2 separate regions of the Gossypium arboreum genome follow, and region 1 is linked to region 2. Evidence: chromatin contacts called from public Hi-C data. All regions are on one chromosome and are shown on one strand. Each heading gives the region's core, a stretch centred on a gene start, on an enhancer-like site or on the middle of the called end of the contact. The rest is flanking DNA. Distances are from core to core; before and after follow the strand shown. Region 1 holds the start of LOC108460277 (protein FAF-like, chloroplastic). Region 2 holds the start of LOC108459592 (E3 ubiquitin-protein ligase PUB23-like).

Region 1 (5,519 bases), core at 249-2,748, 62 kb after region 2:
CTCCCATCATTCATAGAGAGCAATTCCAAGTTGAGATTTAAATATGAATCCTAAAACAAATAAAAGTTGCTTATGGGATAAGTTCTATTTAAATATTTATACTTAAGCTTTATGATAAAACTATTCAATTAGATCCTTTTCCTTAATTCCTATTTTATTATTCCATCTAATTAATCATAAAAATATTTTGATATAAAATTTATTATATTTCACATGATTAAGCGTGATGTCATATTAATTTAAGAATACTTAATATTTTTTTTAAAATAATCAACTTTTAATTATTCAATTATATTAATCACAAACAATCTAATTTTATACATAAAATATATCAACATATAATAAGGAGGCTTAAATAAAGCTTATGGACACAAATACGAGGATAACATTAAGTTTTACTTAATTATGCATAAAATTAAGCCTTGATCAAACGTTTCAAATTTTCTAAAAATATGTGCAACTTTTCATTTAATTTTACTCAACTCAATTCGAATATGATTTTATTAATCTAATTATTTTTATTATATACAAAACTTAAAAATCAAGATAGAAAGCAAATTTTGGTTTTGAGATCAACAATTAGATAACTCTAAATAATTTTTATGTAAATATAAATATAAGATGAAATTTTAAGTAAATGTGAAGAGAAATTTAACCTCTATGTTTAAATTTTTTAAGCATATCATTACTTCTCCATCAAAAACTTAGTTGTACATTTGATAGGACTCCTTGTTTATAAACAAAACAATTTATCACTTATTAATTTCCTTAATTTAAAAGTAAGAATGCCTTTAAAATTATAACTCTAAACCAAATATCATTAGGAAAGTATAATTTTGAGTATATTTGTGGCTTAAAATAAATGGTGTGGATTTAAATTGAGAAAGAGTTGTCCCTCCTTGGGGTCGCTACCACCCCATTTGCTCTTTCAAGAGAAGTTCACTAATTACACTTGAAAGCTTTGGTTTAACAAATATTGTGAGTCCAATGATGCTTAGACTTGCATATTCTTATAAATTTATGTTATCCTAAAATATTCCAGTGAATCATATAAGAAATGATTTTTTATATTATTCAAGTTATAAATTAAATGAAAAAATGGAATCATTTAAATAATAATCATATCAAATTTACTAAAACTAAATGCAACACGAATATTGTTAAATGAAGGTAGAAATTAGAATGTTAAGCAAAAGCAGTGACTCGCATTTATTGTATTATTAAAATCCGTAATGATGTGGAATACTGAACATGTTTTTTTTTTTTTTGTGACATGATAAACTCGCAAGAAGAAAATACAAACTCGCAAGAAGAAAATAAAAAAAAAACTTTGACTATGTTAACCAAATCATAGTTGAGAGGATAACACCACTTTAAACTTTTGATTTTGTTTGTTTAATCATCAACTTTTGTAATAAAAGGAAAAACTTGGAAAGGAGTGGAGGAGTCTGTTAATGGGGTCCATTGGACATGATTCCCAAGCCTTTCTACCCTCCTACAAATACCCCCTTCCCATTGCCATTTGCCACCATCAAACATCAATCCACACTCATTTCCCCTCCTCTTAACCCACCTTCTTCACTTCACTAATCTCATAATACAAGCAAAAGCACTCCTTCCGAGGTCTTGAAAGACCTCTGTTGGATGCTATTGCTAGCTATTTTCTCTTAAAACCAAACAACAACAGGTAATTTCACCTATATCCATACATTGTAGAGATACGTGTATTTTGGTATATGCTGCTACATGCATGTTTCTTGGGAACTTGTTATTTGTTGTTTAGCTTTAGCTATTTCCTAAGCTGTTTTGTTTTGTTAAATGTGTAGATAAAAATTCCAGTACCAACAGCGTGGGTATTAATAGTTGGAGATGTCTGCCTCACTTAGCAAGAGCTTTCTATTATCTTCAGCTGAAGAGGTCATGGATTCCAAGAAGCAAGGCATAGTATCCATTCTGGGATCGGATGCTGAGAGACCCACCAAAGCTACTTCACTTAGAAGAACTCTGTCTGCCGATATGTCGTCCCGGAAATGGCTGTCTCCCCTGAAAAAGAGTCCATCATCCCAAGAATTCCCTGTTCCTTCTTCATCTGAAGGAGAAGAGGAGGAAAATGAAGCACCAGATCAATCCCATATCTGGGCTTCAATTCGACATGAAAAGAAGCAACCTCAAAACCCTTCCCAGTTCGATATATGGAGCTCAATCATATCACAAAAGGCTGAACAAGAGTCTTTCAAGTCATCCCCACCTTATATTCACCCTCTTGTGAAACGATCCACCAGTTGTTTAAGCGAGAAAAGCCTTGAAATCTGCACTGAGAGGCTTGGTTCTGAGACTGGCTCTGATGGGTTCTCTTCAGAAACTGGTGAGGTGGAGGAAGATCAACATCTGCAACACCAAAAGCAAGAAACACTAGAACCCATGATGATGCCTTGTTTCCATGGTGAAAAGGCGACAACTGTGAAATACAGCTATGATGCTGGCAAGAAATCGTCAAACCCATCATTTCCGCCACCGATTCCTTCCCTTTCTGGCAAAGGTGGAGCATCGAGGCGCTTGAAGACTCATCGTGATAATGGTAAATTGGTTATTGAAGCTGTTTCAATGCCTTCATTGAACAACTTCCTAGCTCAACGCCAAGACGGCCGCCTTGTCCTCACTTTTGCCAATACCACTGCTCCTAGTCAAGCACAAGAAGAAGAAAGTAAGGAGGTAGGAGAGTTGGAAGAAGAGTTTGAAAACTTTGGAGAGAAAGAAAGTGAAATAGGCATTGATGATGATGATGATGATGATGATGATGAAGAAGAAGAAGAAGAAGGAGAGGAGGAAAGTGAGATTGAGCTGGCTCCTAAACTATCATGTGGAGCAATGAATGTGCATAGGTTAGCTGTAATGATGAACAAGCCCATATGGTTAGCAAATAGGAGGAACCCAACATGGCCTAAAACTTTTGACGAAATAGTCAAATTTGGAGAGGGAAGGGAAGGGAAAGTTGAGTCAAATAGCCCACCACCACTAGCACAGTCATTGCCACCACGTCCACCACCGTCCAAGGCGGCTGGAGTAGGAGCAGCTTCATCATTCAATGCTTATGAGTACTACTGGAGGAGGCCCAATCAGGGAATGTCAAAGACGGCAGCAGCAGTTGTTGACCCACTTGCTCAACAGTCACCACCAGGGAAGGACGATAGCAAGCTGCTTATCCTGACAAAGAATCTAATGGCTAATAAAGATCAACAACACTTGCAAGTGTTGGAAGGGAAGAAAGGTGATTACATTGTTCCTTTGTTAAAAGGCTGCAAGGAACCTAGGAGGTCCCTTCTGCTCTGGGAGCCCTATTGCATTGCCACTTCCTGATTATCCAAAAATACCATCTCCAAGTTGTCGCTATTATTATTGTTATTACTTACTATTGATTACCCTTTCTTTTATTTTCTTTTTTCTCTCCTAGCTAATTTTTCCACATCCACTCGTTGAGAGTGATTGTGTAGTCAAAATTTCTAATAAAAAGGACCTACGAAAAAGGAGAGAATACTTTTTTGGAAATTTTGGAAGATGAAATTTGGAATATATAGTGGTAATTTTGTATAATTCTCTTTGCCTATTTGTAGCTAAAAGCATCGTCTTTGGAATGGGTGGACTGTCTAGTCTGTTTCGTCTGTCTTCACAGAATGATGGGTTTTAGACTTTATATATATGTTTTTCTTGGTTGAGCAAAGTTCTTAGCCAATGGGGTTTCAGCATGAGTCATGGTCGACTTAACTGCTTTTGATTTTGGGGACATAATCATCTAGAAATTGATACAAGGCCTTGGCTTTGTTCCTCTAGGTTAAGGTTTTGAGTGTGATTGATATTCTTAATAGTTTGTGTACAAAGTGTGTTTTTGACAATGATAGCCAGCTCTACAACAATTCCTTTGGTACAAGTGAATGTAAGAAAATATAAAGCAATGATATATAATAATGTAAATAGTACATAAGATGTTCTTAAATTAATAATTAAATCAAAGTCAAGTTAAAACCCAATAAAGGGAAAATTCTTTTTCTTCAGACTCTTTTACCAGTAAAATAAATTCAAATACTAAAATTCGAACCAAATGACATCTTATAACTTCATGACATTAAGCAAAACCTGGAATTGTGATTGCTAGATTTACAAATGAAAAGAGTGACAAATTTATGACCAAAACTTGTAAACTTTTCATATTTGAACAACACTTGGTTTTCTTCACACAATCATTACATTGTACAGAGAAAAGAGAATTACATCAATCAACACCTCTTGATACAAGCAACGCCCAATATGATCCCTCATCATCATCACATAGTAAAAAATATTAGACCTAAAACAAGGACTAAAAAATATATATAAAACTAATGTGAAAAATACTCAACACTACCAACCCATTTGAAGAAACCTCCCAACTTCTACCTGGCTGTGCCTCAATTTACAGAGGGAGAAGCCCAACTTGCAACTTTCAGCACATATCCAAAAGGAAACCTACGCCGTGCACAATCTGCTTCTCTAACTTGTATCTTTCATACTACCACAGCACCTTGCAATCTGGTTCCCAAACTGTGCATCTTTCATAATCTCAAGGCCTACCGTGTGCTGAAAGCCGGCGAAAAACCAAAGTCAAAGCCTTCAAACTTTGTTACGAGAGAGATTACAAGTTTGGAAATGCCTGTATTTGGCATCATGCTCTTATACGGAACAGGGAATCACCATGTAGTAACATGAACCTGAAGGAGTATATGGAAAAAGATTTGGAAGGATCTATTATATCCAAGCAAGAGAGCCTCGATCATTTGCCACTTGAGGACGACCTCTAGTAGGTGTCGGAGGTCTGTTAGCATTCAACTCCTGATCTCATAGATGTAAAAAATATTAGTATAAGAAGCTATGCACGTGGTCCAAGCAAAAGAATGCAGAAATAACAAAAGACTAGTTACTGCTAACAAAGGGAATGAGGAAGCACCTGCATCCATGTATCTTCTATATGACGTTCCGGTGATGCTTCTGGAGATGACATTGCTGGGGGTAAAGGATGAATCAGCTTTGGAACTACCACGAGATCTCTACCCAAAACTAAGATAGCGCCAGCATTATTTGCGGTGCCTGAAAAATCAAGCATGCAAATTTTAAAGGTTAAATTGTCTGAACCTGACATATTGCATGTATAAGCATGGGTCAGGGACACACCACAATAATTGGTTGCCGAAAATAGAGTGATCAAATGTCCCTGGGCAAAGCGCTCAAAGCCATCCATAACACACTCATGAGCACGAACAATTAACTGAAGATCATTATTATTGCAGAATTCCATAACACGATCAGGCTGCAACAGGAAAAACCATTTACATACGCGTAAAAAGGAAAATCAGCATTGAAGCAATCAGAACAGACAGTTTTACTCAGAAATGACCTGCACAAGCAAGCGGGAAACAAAACAGAAGCAAATTTAAACAATATCTTGTGTCAAAAACTTTTAACTTTCAATGGTATGTTAAAGATACCAT
Region 2 (5,778 bases), core at 3,216-5,715:
TTCGAGGGTGATTGATCTGAGCCTTTTAAGGCATTTGACTTGCATCTCAGGGAACTTTTTCGCATCTTTAAGGAGCTTGGCGATCTGGGTTTTGTCGATGGGAGGCTTCGGTGTTGGGATTCTTTCAACTCCATGGGAAGCATTGACTGTGCACCATGCTTGGATCAAACGACGAAGAGTGTGATTTGGAATTAGATCTGAATCGTGTAACACTTGTTTCGTTACCGGACATACCTTGTTCTTGCATGAAAACAACCATTGCTCTATACTGTCTCTATCGTACGTTATTCCAGTTGAGATGGTAACAGGATCTCTCATTAGTTGAAGGGAAATCGGACAAAGAAAAAGGGAAGGAATCTCAATTTCATCCATACTTTTTATATATATGTATTTTGGAGTTACTAAATCTATAGGCAAAAACAAACAAAAACTAGCTTTTATGACACTCTATATATGGAAGATATGATGATGGGAAATAAAAATGGAATGAAATGTAGTTACCTCAAACTCAGTCTGAAATCAAAACACTTGCAAAAATGGCTGGTGGAAGAGAGGGTTAAGGGAGGCATTTTATACATGGAGAGGAGAAAAATGTATAGACAAATGCAAGCTGTTGATAATAAATAAATAAATAAATAAATAAAGTCAAAACACGCAATGCAAAATTAGAGGGAAATGGAGAAAGGGTAATTAATTAGGACCATTTCCAAGGTTTTGAAAGAAGAAAAGCTCAAAAGGGTCTGGCATCGAATAAAAAATTCGAACGACTTTAGTTTAAAGGCATTAAATGGGGAGCTTTGGGGCAGGCGTCGGTGTTGCAACACCCTGCTCCTCAATCCTTATTCCCACTTTGACTTTCTCTCTTTAAATAATACTTTCTCTTATTATCATTTTCAACTCTTTTTTTTTTTTTTAAAGTTAAATAACTTACCAATGTATACGCATAAGGATCAGCAGTAGCGATTTATATGTAATAACAGAGTTTGGATTCATTTCTAATTTGTTTTAAAAAAAAAAAAAAAGGGTTTGTCTTGTTATGGAGGGTTGCATGGGGTGGTGCCGACAGCTCCTCATGTAGCTCGTGGATATCCGCCCCAGTCCCCACGCATTTTATGGGCTGAGCCTTTAAGAAATCCATGCGACTTTTACTTTGGAGGATGAGGTCAACTGAAAACGATTGATTGCACACCCTTCATCAAACACAAATCACTCTGTCGTTAAAAATAAAAATGTTGGTATGCTAAGAGATCGTCTTTAATGACGTTGCCGTTTTATAACCTCTACATTTGTGCCAACTGCACTCATCCATGTATCTATTAATTAATTAATTACTCCAATTTTACTCAAGTAGATCTTTTAAGTAAACAAAATTCATATATATCATATATTATCTTTTTGATTTTTATATACTCTTAACTCTCAGTATTTAAACTTAAAAGTGAAAGTTTATTTACGTTTATATACAATTATTTCAACAATAATAGTGTGAATCAAATTAAGATTTTACCCGCAATATATTTATATTTAGTATATCAGCATATTTAATAATTTTTGACAATTCATATATGTTCACGTGTTTATTTTATTTTCCAAGCATTTTTTTATATTGCAATTTTCTTTTAATTTTTTTTATTTTGTTGATATAAGGATCAACAGGAAAGGGAATGGGAAGGAGATGACTTTGGTTTACGGATGTCAATTCACCTAAAGAGGAAGAGAGTTAAACAAGAACAAGAGGATATATAAATTGAGGATGTGAGTATAAAGTTGTTTAGAGTAACTTTAGGGTGTCTAGTAGTTTGATCCTTTTTACATTGCTTGCTAGGTCTTTATAGAAAAGGTCTTTTTTGTACATTAGATATTCTTGCTTAATGCATAAAAGAAAATCATGGGTGTATACTGTGGGGACTCTATTAATACAAGATTATTATGCTTGAATAGACTCCTTAACATGTCGAGAGTGTGTTCACCCTCTGTCGAGCGGGTGATCTAGTTGAACACCTCTTTAAATCATGATCAATATCGATCCATATTATCTAAGAAGTTGATGCATGTTTACATGACAAAAGGATATAATATATTAATATTTCACTTTTTGAGCATATAGTAATATTTTCTTTATATTGCATTTTTTTTAATTTCAATTTGAGATGAAAGTATGGTTTATTTTATCCATAAACTTTTTCCTAATGGTAACAAAATTAATCTTGTGGAGATTGAAATTCAAGAATTTAAGGAATATAGAGAGCCAATTACATACCAAATTAATATTATTATGTATATTGTGATTCAAGATTGAGATTTATTTATAATTTTTTATAATAATTATTTATTTATAAAATATTATCATTAGAAGTCTACGTAACACATGGAACACCTAGATCTAGATTTAAGTATATAAAAAATATAGGCCAAAAGTCTTTTCCGTTTCATGAGAAAAAGTCCATGATTGTTAGCATAATTTAAGTAATACATGTATATCTGAATATAAAGTCTTAACATTATGGATATATCCTTTATATAAAAAATTATCCCACGACTTTAAAGAAAAAAAAAAGGATTTAATGAGAAATGCATATATTTGATGGATTCATAATTGTCTGAAATAAACAAGAGTTGGATGTTTTGATATATAGAGGAAATAGGCAATGCAATAAAACAAATGTCCAAGTTGAAAGCCGAGATCGTTTGGCTAAGATGTATGTTGAGAGGCAATTAAGGAAGGGGAGCACAAGTTGCGGATAATAGGGCATTGGGATAAGGGAGTGGTCAATCGGCCTGAGCTGTATATCTTGGGATCCAGGAATGAGACAATTGATTATCGGGCAGTGCCGGCGCCAGACATGGCCATTGTCCGCCAATCAATTCCTACTTATTTATTATCAAAGGATAAGGATTCCTTATTATTATAACTCTAGTTTTCAACCATTTTAGCCTCAAAACTCAAAACAGTAAGGCTCCAAACTTTCATCTGCTTCTTATTTTATTTTAATTTTTAATAAAACAGTTCATCTCCCAAGTTTTTATTTTTGTATAATTGAATTAGAAGAAGGAAATTATTTGGCATCGAATCCAATAGCAGAGTCAGAAAATTTTTTGGAGGTGGGGTTGGAATTAAATTTATTTTTACGATAATAAAAATATAATTTTACTATTTTAATATTCTATATATTTATAATATTTAAAAGATTAAATTAAATTTTATTATTTTATGAGAACCAAAGTATAATTTTATTATTACTAATTTAAAAATTTATAAATTATAAAGGGTGTAAATAAAAATTTTCTACTTTAGAAGTTGGGCACAGATGGAACCTGAACTCTCATTCTTTTAAACCAACAACGTAATATTTGTCCCACTGGGTGGGTTAAGATGTTATTCGCAGGTTTTAATATGAGATTGAAAGGAAACAAAATTAGTGTTATTGGGGTGGTTTATTAAAATGATTAGGCTGCTGTTTGTATTTGAAAAGTATATAGAAAGATGTGTGAAATATAATTATATTCAAAATTTTAAAAGTGTTATTAATTTGAAGGTTGATTTCTGGTTAAATATGTGTATTAGATGGATACAAATATTAAAAGTGATGAAAATTTTGAAATATACAACACGTGATACACTAATTGATTTTGAAACATCAACTTATAACCAAATTATCCTTGTTTTCAATTTTATTCTTGTAACATAAAATGCAAATCCTATATTTTATATTACAAGTTGTGAGACCAAACTTAATGTGAATCATTTATTTTAATAACACGTAGATAATTTTGTATCAATTTTTAATTAAATAAAATAAACCTAAAAAAGCTTTAAAAAATGTTCTCATTTCTAATTTTATTTTCAATATTTCTTTAGTAATTTTTACAATTTGTTACTTAAATTTTCTTTTTCAAGAGATGCATGGGTTAGTGAAAATTTTAAATTGTAAAAAAATAAAGTTGATATATTATCTCTTGAATAATTTAAATTATAATGAAATTTTATATATATCATTATCTCACCAATTAAGTGTTAGGTGCAATAACAAATGTTTAAACCATAAATATGATATTATTAAGTGGAATAGCAACAAACCCAAACTTAAATTCCCCTTTTAAATTTAAAAAAATCGATGCCTATATTTTATCAACGAAATTGGATTTGGACCACAATCCGGTCTTCATATTAAAGCTTTAACTATAAAACCAACTTGTTCATATTCAACCACCACAACAAATGTCATGAATTGCATTCTTCAATAAAACGCTGTTTTCAGGATTTCTGGAACAATTACTTAAGTCCCTATCACCCATAGACTTTGAATTTAATTAATACGTGTCTATAGTATAAGTAAAATGTTTTTAGTTGAGCCCAACACTTCAATACAGTCAATTTTGACTATAGAATTGGTACAAGTCCTGTCTGAGAAAGTTCACAAACTGGTTCCACAGATGTGTTGGGCCACATAATCCATCCAAATCTTAGCTACTTGGATGGGTCTTTCTATTTTTCACACATCGAAATAAAACCCAACCAGCCCCCTTCAAAGCCTTGTTTATTTGATTTTAGATACCTATAAGACTTATTTATGGGTTAGATTATTCATTCCAATTCAAAAGTTCACTCAAAATTAGAGAAGATATAATTAAAAATATTAGGTCTAAAAATGTGTTTAAGCAAAAATTTTAGGTTCTTTAAAATATGGGCTGGGCTCGAGCTTAAATATCCAAAACTTGAGCCTGAATTTTTTTTTAAGTTTATAATTCTTTATATTATGTAATTTATAACACATTAAAAAATAAACCTATACTAAATATGTAATACTACTCTAATATAAACATTAAAATAATATTAAGATGATTATATAAAATTTTCAATAAATAAAAAGATATAAAATTATTAAATATTAAATTAAAACAATATAAATATTTTAAAAATTAAAAATAATATGGGTTGGCCTAAATGAGCTTAGGTTAGTCTTTTACAAATATGACAAAATTGGATAAAATTTTAGGCCCATATCTTGATCCGAATCTGATTTAAACAAATATAAAATATATTAATATCATGTTTAGAACTTAATAACCTCTCCTATCACTTAAATTTTTTTTTTTTTTTTGTAAAAAAGTAAAAATAGGGGGAATCTGGAAAGGGGACATAAGGACATAAATTCTAGCAAGCATACTTTTGAAATGCAAGCCACAAGCCCAACAAATAAAAGGCCTAGTGGAGTCTTGTAAGGGAATCCTAGGTGGGAGGGTGGCAAAGATCCGACCACATCGCCGGCCACCCGCCACCTCCCTCTACCTTCCTTCCTACCCTAAATTTCTTCCCATATCTTGTGTTTCAATGTGTTCGGATAACCTTCTCTTTCACTTCAGGCCATATCTTAATTCATTGGAATTTGGAAAGATTTCTCAAAGATTTGACAATGACATTATGTCCGGATAAGCATTTATACATTGCATATAGGCTTAATACTAGTTGAATATCTGAGTTTTGACAAAAAATTTTATTTAAATTTGGTACATTTTTTTAATATGATATTTTTATTTGAAAAAATTATATATTTTGGTATTCAAAGGTAATGGTGTTAATTTTTAGTGTTTAAATTAAAATTTAAAGTTAATTTGATGAAAATATATAATTAGTTAATAATGATAGCAATTAACTTTATCAAATAAACCTTAAAAATCAACTTAAATCAGATCCATCCGACTGTATTTGATAAAATTAAATGTAAAGTTAAAAAATTCACAATTAACACTAAATTTATTTTATTATCAAAATCATGA

What was found. Hi-C and Micro-C count contacts between places; a contact is called where the count stands out from the background.
Region 1: a Hi-C map of leaf shows a contact between it and region 2, with 4 times the contacts expected there. The contact joins the promoter of LOC108460277 here to the enhancer-like site in region 2. A contact is called at or near these places in 3 of 5 Hi-C or Micro-C datasets (all in leaf).

What each region holds. Positions count from the first base shown.
Region 1 is chr9:71,074,785-71,080,303 of ASM2569848v2, forward strand. LOC108460277 (protein FAF-like, chloroplastic) reads left to right here and starts at 1,499. Exons shown (of 2, transcript XM_017759715.2): 1 at 1,499-1,687; 2 at 1,827-3,591. The coding sequence starts at 1,870. The coding sequence ends at 3,357. LOC108460276 (serine/threonine-protein phosphatase BSL3) reads right to left here. Exons shown (of 21, transcript XM_017759714.2): 19 at 5,203-5,338; 20 at 4,979-5,118; 21 at 4,176-4,863. The coding sequence ends at 4,780.
Region 2 is chr9:71,010,181-71,015,958 of ASM2569848v2, forward strand. LOC108459592 (E3 ubiquitin-protein ligase PUB23-like) reads right to left here and starts at 582. Exons shown (of 1, transcript XM_017758994.2): 1 at 1-582. The coding sequence starts at 372. Within about 2 kb of position 4,466, at least 1 of the 2 cell types and tissues checked has an H3K27ac peak or open chromatin away from gene starts, as enhancers often do. A contact at or near this core is called in leaf, where this site is marked.